Regions from separate parts of the Mus musculus genome. Here regions 1 and 3 are each linked to region 2. A link is a contact called in public HiChIP or PLAC-seq and promoter capture Hi-C data. All regions are on one chromosome and are shown on one strand. The core of a region is the stretch at or near the end of the contact, and the rest is flanking DNA. Distances in the headings are between cores, read along the strand shown. Region 1 overlaps Rassf4 (Ras association (RalGDS/AF-6) domain family member 4). Region 2 overlaps Washc2 (WASH complex subunit 2`). Region 3 overlaps Ift122 (intraflagellar transport 122).

Region 1 (3,161 bases), core at 330-2,829, 440 kb before region 2:
TTGCTCTCATACACAGAGCCTCACTTTTAATGATCTAATTATGTGTGTGTACTCGTGCTGGAGTGACTGGGTAGCCGTCAGGAGACCAGTTGTTAATGCGCCATCCAGAACGTGATCCACACATGTCCTTTTTATAGCAGAAAGGTAACATGACTCCGTCAAGGAGCTGGGAAAGATTGCTAATCATTTTACATAGTTATTCTTAGGCAGCAAGTGCTTCTGCCCAAAGCACCAAACTTTAAGTGGTGGTACACCAACCCATAAAAACCCAGATTTCAGCTGGGCGTCGTGGCTCACACCTTTAAGCCCATCACTTGTGAGGCAAAGGCAGACGGATCTCTGTGAGTTCAATTCTAGCCTGGTCTACAAAAAAAGAGTCAGGGATAGCCAGAACTTCGTAAAGAAACCCTATCTTGAAAAAAAACAAAGCAATCCAAACCAAACCAAACAAACCAGGTTTCTGGTTTCCTATGAGCAAGTCAGAAGATCTACATTTTAAAAAGAGGAATGTGTCCCCAGTTCCCTGTGATCTCTGTAACAAATATCCCTAAAGTAAGCCAGCCCTTTAATCTCTAGACACGGCTACCTTTTTTGCTTTTCTTTCTTAGATATAATGTCATTCTGGAGCTCAAGTTGAACTTCAATTTGCAGCGATCCTCCTGTCACAGTTTGGGATTGCAGGAATGAGCCTGGCTTACATTTTGTATTACTGCTGTATGTACAGCTCTGGAAAGACTGACTCATGGGGGAGCCAATGAATCTTGTACTCACTTTGTCACACCACAATGGGCCATAGACAAGTGTGAGGCAGAAGAGCATCACCCCTTACACACACACACACACACACACACACACACACACACACACACACTGCACTGGTGCCCCCAGAGGGATCACTTATTAAATGGGATTATAAATAGTGAAGAAGCGGCAGGTCAGAAATTCTGCCCCACCCTGGCCTGGGCTTGCTCCACTCCTGTGTGCTGGCGGAGCAGAGTCTCTTTTGGTGCCTAGTGCCTTACAAGCTATTGAAAAGACAGAGTGTCAAGCACTCTGAGGCTGTGTAGGGCTGCATTTCTTCCTCACTGCCAGGGTGGCAGAATGCTTCCTATGTGCTGCTTGGGGAGACAAAATGCAAGGGTGTTAGGGCTGCATTTCTTCCTCACTGCTGGGGAGCGAGGCCACTCTGGGAAGGTGAAATACAGTCTAGGATAGGGGGGTCCCAGCCGGTGTTTCTCCTGGTGAAAACAGTGGGGGCTGGGACAAAGACTGTGGTTCTCAAACTCCTGTGTACCCAGATGCCGCCGCTGGGACCCATGAGGAGTTGGGAATCAGGGTTCATGAGCAGGTGATGAGCCTGGGATGGGAGGAATCTGGCTCTGAGTGAGGGCTAGGAGTACGAAAGGACCTTCTACTTAGGCAAGGCTCTGTATGACGAAACCCCACCACCACCGTCACTCAGTGGTGCTTAATGAAGGAGACAGTCTTTGCTTATCCAAACAGGGCCAAACAGTTCTGCTCAGCAGCATTTAAGGAACTACCCAGAACAGGAATTCACCCACCCTTTCAACAAGCCAAGCAGAGGGAACCAGGCTCTGTTTTGAAACCCCTGTTGCTGGGCCAACGAGAATACACAGGGAGTCCCCAGCTCTGATCTCTGCTGGGGCAGTGCTGCCTTACAATGTAGGCCAAAGCCTGCTCTGCAAAGGGCCTGGCTTCTCCGAAGGCCATGGCTGAGCTCGCTTCTCAGTGGGCAAAGCTGTGTTGATGGGATAGTTCTAAGGTTGCCTCTAAACCTGTCTCCCCCAGGTCCTCCCATTTCTCACAGCCAACAGTAATTCTCCTGCTTCCGCCATCAAACGGCCATTTAGGGGTGATGTCCATCTTGAGGGTAATAGGCAAGGAGTCAGGGGGTTGAAGAGTAGAGATTGCATTGGTACTGAGGGTGTGCTAGGCTTCATCTTACTGCCTGGCAAATAGAAAGCCCCACCCCCACCCCTTGTGAGGGTCCTCAGCCAGGAAGCAGTAACTTCTACCTGTCTCTACTTTCTATAACTGGGGCAACCATGGTCTCAAATTATTAAGTGGAAAAATGTGGAAATAAATATCTGAAGAGTTTTAAGCTGAATGCCATTCTGAGGAGCTGATGAAATCTAACCATCCGACTTCTTCCTGCCTAGGCACAAAGTCTCCATGTCCCTCACATGCACACTCCATGCACCTGTTAGAGTCACTTACAAGCCACCTCTGTCATCAGACCGGCTGACAGGGTATCAGTGCTTGAGTTTAAGGAACTTAACACTCTTGTTTTACTTGTTTGATTTAATAATGTAGTTATTAAATGCCCCAAAGACAGTTGTGCTCTCTAGCCAGACACACCAGGGAGAAATGAACTGATCAAATTCTCCACCCATTGAGAAATAGTGAGGTGTTGTGTCATTAGGATCTGGTAAAAATGAGTCTTCTGTCCATGAACATTCTGACAGAAAAAGAATCCATGTGAGGTTTTTTGTTTATTTGTTTTTTTACCTAAAACTTTACAAGCTGTGGCCACAATCCAGCCAGGTTTATCACTAAGCTGGGCAGGCATTCAGTCACAGAGTGTGGGAACTTTCACAGTCTTTGGAAACCACTGGGGAATCCATAACATATCTACATGCCATACAGGATAATAACTGTGATTCAAAGGGAGCCAGAAGGATAGAGAAACAATCTCGCACTTCATATTCCATGAAAGCAGTATGGGCAGGCAGGAAGGCCCTCTTGCTTCTGTGGAAAGGAGACAGAGAGAGCGTGAATTTTGAGTCTGCCACAGAACCTGAAGGCTGGACCCAGCCTTAACATAGGTTAAGAATTTGCCAAGAGCCATATAGGATAGAAAAATTAAGAGACCAGAATCAACCATCCAGACTCTTGTGTCTAAAGAGGACCCTACTGCTGTTCATTGGTTGGTTTTTGGCTTCACCTTTGTCTTGTTTTCCCACTCATGTGGGAATATTGGTTAATGCGTCATAGTGTTGTAAGGACTAGACAATTCACAGAACTGCTTTGCAGTCCAGAAGGAGTAAGTGAGACACAGATGAATCTCCCAGGAGAGCTGGCCCAAGGGATGGACTCCAAAGCAATTGATGGGATCACCACCCCATCTCAGTGGGAAAGGA
Region 2 (2,885 bases), core at 43-2,542:
ACATATAGGTATTGATACATATACACATACACATATACACATACACTAAAGAAAGAAAAACCTATATAGGACATCTGTAGAATAAGATGTCTCACGGGGGAAAAAGACAGAATACCAACTATGTATAAAATTATTTTAAATCAGTATTATATTGAGTATTATTTTATAAAAGAAATGTTATGGCTACCTGGAGCCTCATGGATGCAGACTGCCATGAGACTCTTCTATAGAGTTACTGCCAGCCTCTGGCATGTGGGGATAAAACAGCATTCCCAGAACTGCCTAATAAAACATGTAGGGTGGTAAAACATAACAACTACAAATCACTTCCAAATAATCCTGAAAACAGCATGCTTGCACGAAGGCTCAGACATATATTTGGCAAATCCTCACTAATCTCACAGATCTGATTAGAAGTTATTTAGAGTTTCATTGTGCTTTTCAATTTTATGTTCAAAATTCTTTTTTTTTTTCAAAATTCTTAATATAAATGTAGTTGCTACTCTTGATTGTCAACCTGGCATATTCGGGAAGTGGGAAACTCAACTAAAGAACTCTTCCATCCGATTGGCCAGTGGGCATGTCTACCAGGTGTTTTCTCGGTTGCTAACTTTGCCACCTCTGGGCAGGTGGGCCCGGGCTGTGTAAGAAAGGCAGCTGAGCAAGCCAGCAAAACACTGAAGTCAGCAGCCGTGTTCTTCCACTGCCGCCTCCTTGAAGTCTTCTCTTGGCTTCCCTCAAGGACAGGCTGCAACCTGTAAAATAAACCTTTCCCTCCCCTACGTTGCTTTGGCCAGTGTTTATCACAGCAACAGAAAGCAAACTAGGACAGCAAACATGAAGGAGAACTCTACGTGCCTCTGAGACCCAGATAAACGGCTACTGTAAGCTGCCCAGGCCAATGTCCCTCAGTCCACCTCCACTCACCGTTTTATCTGCCCGCGTTTTGCTTTCATGTGTCTGGCTCACAGAAGCTGCCGGCAAAGCTTCTGCTTTTTCTTTAAACAGATCTCCTTCGTCATCATCAAAGATAATGGCAGTGGACTTGACTTTGTCTTAAAAGAGAAACCACAGCATAAAAATTACACTAAGGTCAAAATACACACACACACACACACACACAGACACACAGACACACAGACACACACTTCTTCTCTTCCACAGATAAATATGGAAGGTGTCTTATTTTTTGCTCATTTACAGAGAAATACAAAGTGAGTGGAGCCCTGCTCTGCCTTTAGTTCGGCTGCTTCCTTTCCCTGCTGCTTCCCTGCAGTTCTCGGGGCTGACCAGAGAGGGCGACATGCAGTCAAGTGCTCTGCCACAGAGCTGCTCTCCCCAGATCCACAGCCCTGGCACTCTGCAACAGCAGTTCAAATAAATCAAAAGACGCTAACCATATGAATGAACCTTCTCCAAACAGAAGACTCCTGTGCTAAGTATATCCAAGATGGGGATAAAGAGTAAAGATCACTTTAAGGAGCCAAAAAGTCATTAACTGTAGGACGGAGATGTGAAGGGTGACTCCTGTTTTCATTAAAGACCAAACTATACAGAAATAGATGAAACCAAATGCTGGCATTCCCTCATCTCCACCTGCCCACCTAGACAAGACAGACACAAGAGCTTGGTACACACACTTCTAAATCTTACCTTATGTTTATATCAGCTATTCATAAGATTATAAATTTGGAATAATCTGAGTAAAATGACCTACCATTTGTGTTTTCCATTTAATGTACAATGGAAATATCCCAAATATCCCAGGGTAGAAAAGTAAATGCCTCATTTTTTTTTACGAGATTTCTGTTTGTTTGTTTGTTTGTTTGTTTATGTGTTGCATTGTTTGCTCAGGTTTTGGGGTGGGTGTGTGTGCATGTATACAGAGGTCAGAAGGTGTCCGGTGTCCTACTACTCTCTCTCTACCTAGTCCTTTGAGATAGGGTCTTCCCCTGATCTTGGGGCTTGTGTTTTCTCTACCTGCCTCAAAGCCAGCAAAGCCCGGGGACCCTATCTCTGCCCTTGCACAGCTGGAGGATCCTATCTCTGCCCTTGCACAGCTGGAGGATCCTATCTCTGCCCTTGCACAGCTGGAGGATCCTATCTTTGCCCTTGCACAGCTGGAGGTCCGGGCATCGTTCCCAGGACGTGTAGAACGTACCCAGAACATCTGAGCCATCCCTCCAGCAGCTCATTCTTTTCAAAATCGAACAAAGACCCACTAAACAGAAAGACCACAGCTTTCCTGACTCCCCAGGCATAGCTCCGTCAGAGAGTAAAAGCACAGGAAGGACATCAGTGTGGACCTCGGAGGAGGGGAGAGGATGCACCAAAGCAAAAACAATACGAGCCCTCTGGCAGAAAAAAGAGAAGCTGGGAATTAAGCAACAAGCACGCAATGTTCCGCTCATGTAACTACCCGGAGTTGCTAGGAGGAAGTGTGACTAAATTTCTGCCTGTAATGTGAAAGGCAGAAGCAAAAACTTTAAGAAAAGAATACAGAAGAAGTTCAGCTCCCTATTAAAGAAGATAACCTCAGTAATTGATTCCCAAAGCAGAAAAGATTGACCTATGAGGGACCCCCCCAAGGCTATAGCACAATTTAAGCATAGATAAGACAATGACAGTAATGTTCAGTAAGTAAGGCATTCTGGAACTGTAAGAGACACCGAATGTGAAGAACTGTGTCCCCTTAAGTTTAATTTTCTTCTCTAAGTTCCCAGAATTAGCCTAAAAGTGGTACCGGTCTTAGAAGGCTTGCTAGAAGATGGCATAAAAAAGTTATTATCATCTTCATCATTGTCGTTATCATCATCATCAAAGAGGCCAGCAGGAGTTGGCAAATGTGAGCTCTTCCCCGGAGTAGGCTGCCCATGTTTCTGGAG
Region 3 (3,206 bases), core at 298-2,797, 330 kb after region 2:
ACAGCAGTACCACAGGATAGACCCCCATCTTGGATTTTTGAGACAAGGTTTCTCTGTGTAGCCTGGCTGTCCTGGAACTCACTCTGTAGACCAGGCTGGCCTTGAACTCAGAGATCCACCTGCCTCTGCCTCCTGAGTGCTTGAATGAAAGGTGAGTATCACTGTTGCCTAGCGTATAGATCCCATCTTAGGACAAGGAACCAGAGCTTAGAGAGACCCAAACCTTCCGCCTTATTCAACTACCAAGTGGTTAATCGGGTGTTGCCTCTTGGGCCACTCTATCCCCAGAACAGACTACAGGGCCTTTGTCCTCGTGTCCTCAGTATTACAGGCCATTGCATCCTGTGACAGAAAATGCTTTCATCAGTTACCTCAATACTGCTGATCAGTTCTAGGTATCGAAGGTCCTGGACTCTGGTGAAGGCCTATGGGAAAGGAATAAGAATAGAGTCAGCTGCCTTCTTGTTCTCCACAGGCTGATGGGGGTGGGATACACCAAGCTCTAGAAAGAGAGCCAGCAAGCAGAGGAGGGAAGCTCGAGTCATCATTGTGTGCTTGGGAGGTGTGCCACCCAGAGAGGCTCATCCTGCCTTCATCTCAAGGATTAGTCCTTACAAAGAACTGTAAAGAAGTCCTGGGAGCATCAATCATTTTGGGATTAAGTAAAACAGAACTATGATCCTACAGTCTACAGTGGAACCCCTTGCCAGATACTGCTCATAAGGGAAAGGCAAGCCGTGCTGATTCCAGTCAATGGCATCTGCAGAGCAGGCAAGACACAGAGACAAGAGCCTGCACGCTTCTCCCTGTGATTTGGATGGGAAGCAGTAGACAGCTCTGCTCACTCACAGGGCACACAGGGAGAGGAGGAAAAGGCTCGGGAAAGAGCAGTTCTGAAAGAGGACGGTAGGGGATAATCTCCTGGTCTCTAGAAAGTAGACTTGCATGTTAATCCTGAATGCGCATCCCCTGCTTGCACTCCAGTAGGGGTACAAACTTCTGATGTATGGATTTCTAGAAGGTTGTGAGGGTCCGGCAGACTGGTGCCAGTGAAATGCTTTTTGCTGCTCTCGGGTACCATGAGAGACTTAAGGGAACTGAACCTCTGTGTGCTCTGATGGCAACATCTATACCCAGCTGTGCTTTCTGTGTTGTCCATGTGGAATGGACTGACACATGCCCAGAGCAGCAGCTTCTGAGCCATCATGGTTTAGGATGCACAACTGCCCTTGGCCACTGCTAGGCACCCTCTATGCTAGAAGAATGGGGGAAAATGATCATGTCATCCCGTTTCCGGCTGCCTCACAGATGGCCACAGGGTGATTTCATCTTTCTACTCTACAGGGCCAGGATCTATTCAAAGGCCGGGGACACAGGAATTTCACTTGGCCTCTGTCCCCTTCCCTAGTTCATGGGTTCACATTGGAAATGGGAAGTTTGGCCAATTAAACAGAGAGCTAAATCTCCCTGAGCCAACCGCACAAGTACGAGGCAGATTCCCTAGGGACGACTCTTCCTGTCTGAGCATGAGCAGTGGCAGACGGCAGGATTAGGCAAGCACTGCCCAGGAGAGGCCTGGCAAGTGGCTTTCTTTCTGAAACAGGGACTGACTATGTTACCTAGGCTGGCCTTGAATTTCTGCTGAAGAGCTGGGGTGACGAGCACATTGCACAGTACCCAGTATCCGCGAGGAACTGGTCAGTCAGGCAGTGTGGACAAAAGTAAAATCTGCCCTTCTGATTTGTGTTTTTTAAACCATGTATGGATGCAGGTCCCTGGTAATGGGCAGAGTAGGAAAAAAAGACTCTGGTCTCAGCCCAACAGGACCTTGAGCTATTTCCTTCCTATGGATGGGATCCAGCAGCCTTCTTTGTGGTCAGGCAAGCAAGTGACACCTCTTCAAGGGCCTGTCTGGTTCTGAGCACTGGATTTCTGAATTTGATAAGTCTGTCACTAGCATCCTTCAGCCTTGATATACCGCAGAGTCAGGGTGCTATTCGGAGTGGTCAGTCACAAGACTGTGAGTAACTTCCACAGAGGGAAGTGGGGAGCAGGGAACAGATGAGCTGGCAGCTAAGCAGCTCTCCTGTGCCATCTAGTGGGAGCACCCTTCTAGGCCAGGCCCCTCCTTCCACAAGTCTGAGTCCTGAAAAACCGACTGACACCCAGGGGAGAGAAAAGCCAAGGATTCAGGATTAAAACAAAACATCAGTCAAAGTCTATGCTCAAAGCTCTACGACTTTTCAAAATATCATGCTACCCACAAGAAATATACACACAATTTTCATTTGTCAAGTAAAATGACTAAAGAAATACCATTTTAACAAAGAACCCAGCGATCTGATATGCTCGTGTCTATTCTTGAGTGTTCTGGGATGCGAGGTGGGGTATGAAATGAAGAGAAGGATATATCCCAGCTCCAGTTCCCTTTATCTGGCCGCATGCTCTATAGCAGGGCAGTAATAATACGAGCTGGCTCTTAGGCTCTAGATGTGAAGGGTAACTGACTAGAGAATATAACTTTATTTCTAGCTATAGCCCGAAGACACCCTGAAAACCTATTGGTATTCTTTACAGGCTTGCATTTCTAGGTGGGGCAGGAGAAGGAACTTCCCCCCTCCTGAATTCCTAAAGCCCTAGTCTAATACTTCCCAATGCTTATCTGATCTAAAAATATGTAGGTAATTATTGGGTAGCTTGACTTTTCTTCATGCACTGTGTATTGAGACAGGGCCTTGTGCATGCTAGCCAGTGCTCTACCACTGAGCAGCGACACCTCCAACTCTGTGTGATATGGTTGGCATTTGCACAGCTATTCCAAACTCCTTTACCAGGCCTGGGGAGGCCTCAAGGTGAGTACAGAATAGAGGAAGAGTGCTATGCATTTTAGAAGCAGGGATAGAGAAGTCAGGCTGAGAGAACAGGCTGGGAAAAAGCCCAGCTCTGAAGTGTGCTCTGTTGTTAACAAGAGGCAGGTACCACATATGTCTGCAGGTACTTCAGTATCAGTAGCCTGGGCAAGAGGAGACTCTCCACTTGGCTATGGGAGAGAAAGCAGGGAAAGAGGACAGGAGAGGCTGGAAGCCATTCACTCTTCTCCCTTGATCTATCAGATGGGCACTCATAAGTCTAGGAAAGGTTAAATATTTTTGACCATTTCCTTAGCTTTTTTTGGCTAAACTAAAAGTAGCACTGTGAATCATGTC

Evidence for each region. HiChIP or PLAC-seq counts read pairs in DNA pulled down with a chosen protein or histone mark. Capture Hi-C pulls out chosen DNA fragments and counts their contacts.
Region 1: an H3K4me3 HiChIP or PLAC-seq map of bone marrow-derived macrophages shows a contact between it and region 2, with 3 times the contacts expected there. The contact joins two enhancer-like sites. A contact is called at or near these places in 1 of 115 datasets of contacts at active chromatin or transcription factors (bone marrow-derived macrophages) and 1 of 9 other capture datasets (pancreatic islet).
Region 3: a promoter capture Hi-C map of adipose tissue shows a contact between it and region 2. The contact joins two enhancer-like sites. A contact is called at or near these places in 1 of 39 promoter capture datasets (neural stem cells), 1 of 15 datasets of contacts at CTCF or cohesin (large pre-B cells), 6 of 484 Hi-C or Micro-C datasets (bone marrow-derived macrophages, cerebellum, cortical neurons and 2 more), 1 of 115 datasets of contacts at active chromatin or transcription factors (microglia) and 2 of 9 other capture datasets (adipose tissue and liver).

What each region holds. Positions count from the first base shown.
Region 1 is chr6:116,662,644-116,665,804 of GRCm38.p6, reverse strand. All of the region lies in intron 1 of Rassf4 (Ras association (RalGDS/AF-6) domain family member 4), which reads left to right. Among named protein-coding and RNA genes, the nearest start is that of Rassf4, 9.6 kb to the left of the region's middle. Within about 2 kb of position 1,579, at least 56 of the 459 cell types and tissues checked have an H3K27ac peak or open chromatin away from gene starts, as enhancers often do. A contact at or near this core is called in bone marrow-derived macrophages, where this site is marked.
Region 2 is chr6:116,227,393-116,230,277 of GRCm38.p6, reverse strand. Washc2 (WASH complex subunit 2`) reads right to left here. Exons shown (of 31, transcript NM_026585.3): 15 at 2,744-2,885; 16 at 928-1,055. Among named protein-coding and RNA genes, the nearest start is that of Gm52873, 10 kb to the left of the region's middle. Within about 2 kb of position 1,292, at least 143 of the 459 cell types and tissues checked have an H3K27ac peak or open chromatin away from gene starts, as enhancers often do. A contact at or near this core is called in adipose tissue, bone marrow-derived macrophages, liver and 1 more, where this site is marked.
Region 3 is chr6:115,900,077-115,903,282 of GRCm38.p6, reverse strand. It overlaps Ift122 (intraflagellar transport 122), which reads right to left. Exons shown (of 29, transcript NM_001167763.1): 16 at 372-425. Among named protein-coding and RNA genes, the nearest start is that of Rho, 30 kb to the left of the region's middle. Within about 2 kb of position 1,547, at least 129 of the 459 cell types and tissues checked have an H3K27ac peak or open chromatin away from gene starts, as enhancers often do. A contact at or near this core is called in adipose tissue, bone marrow-derived macrophages, liver and 1 more, where this site is marked.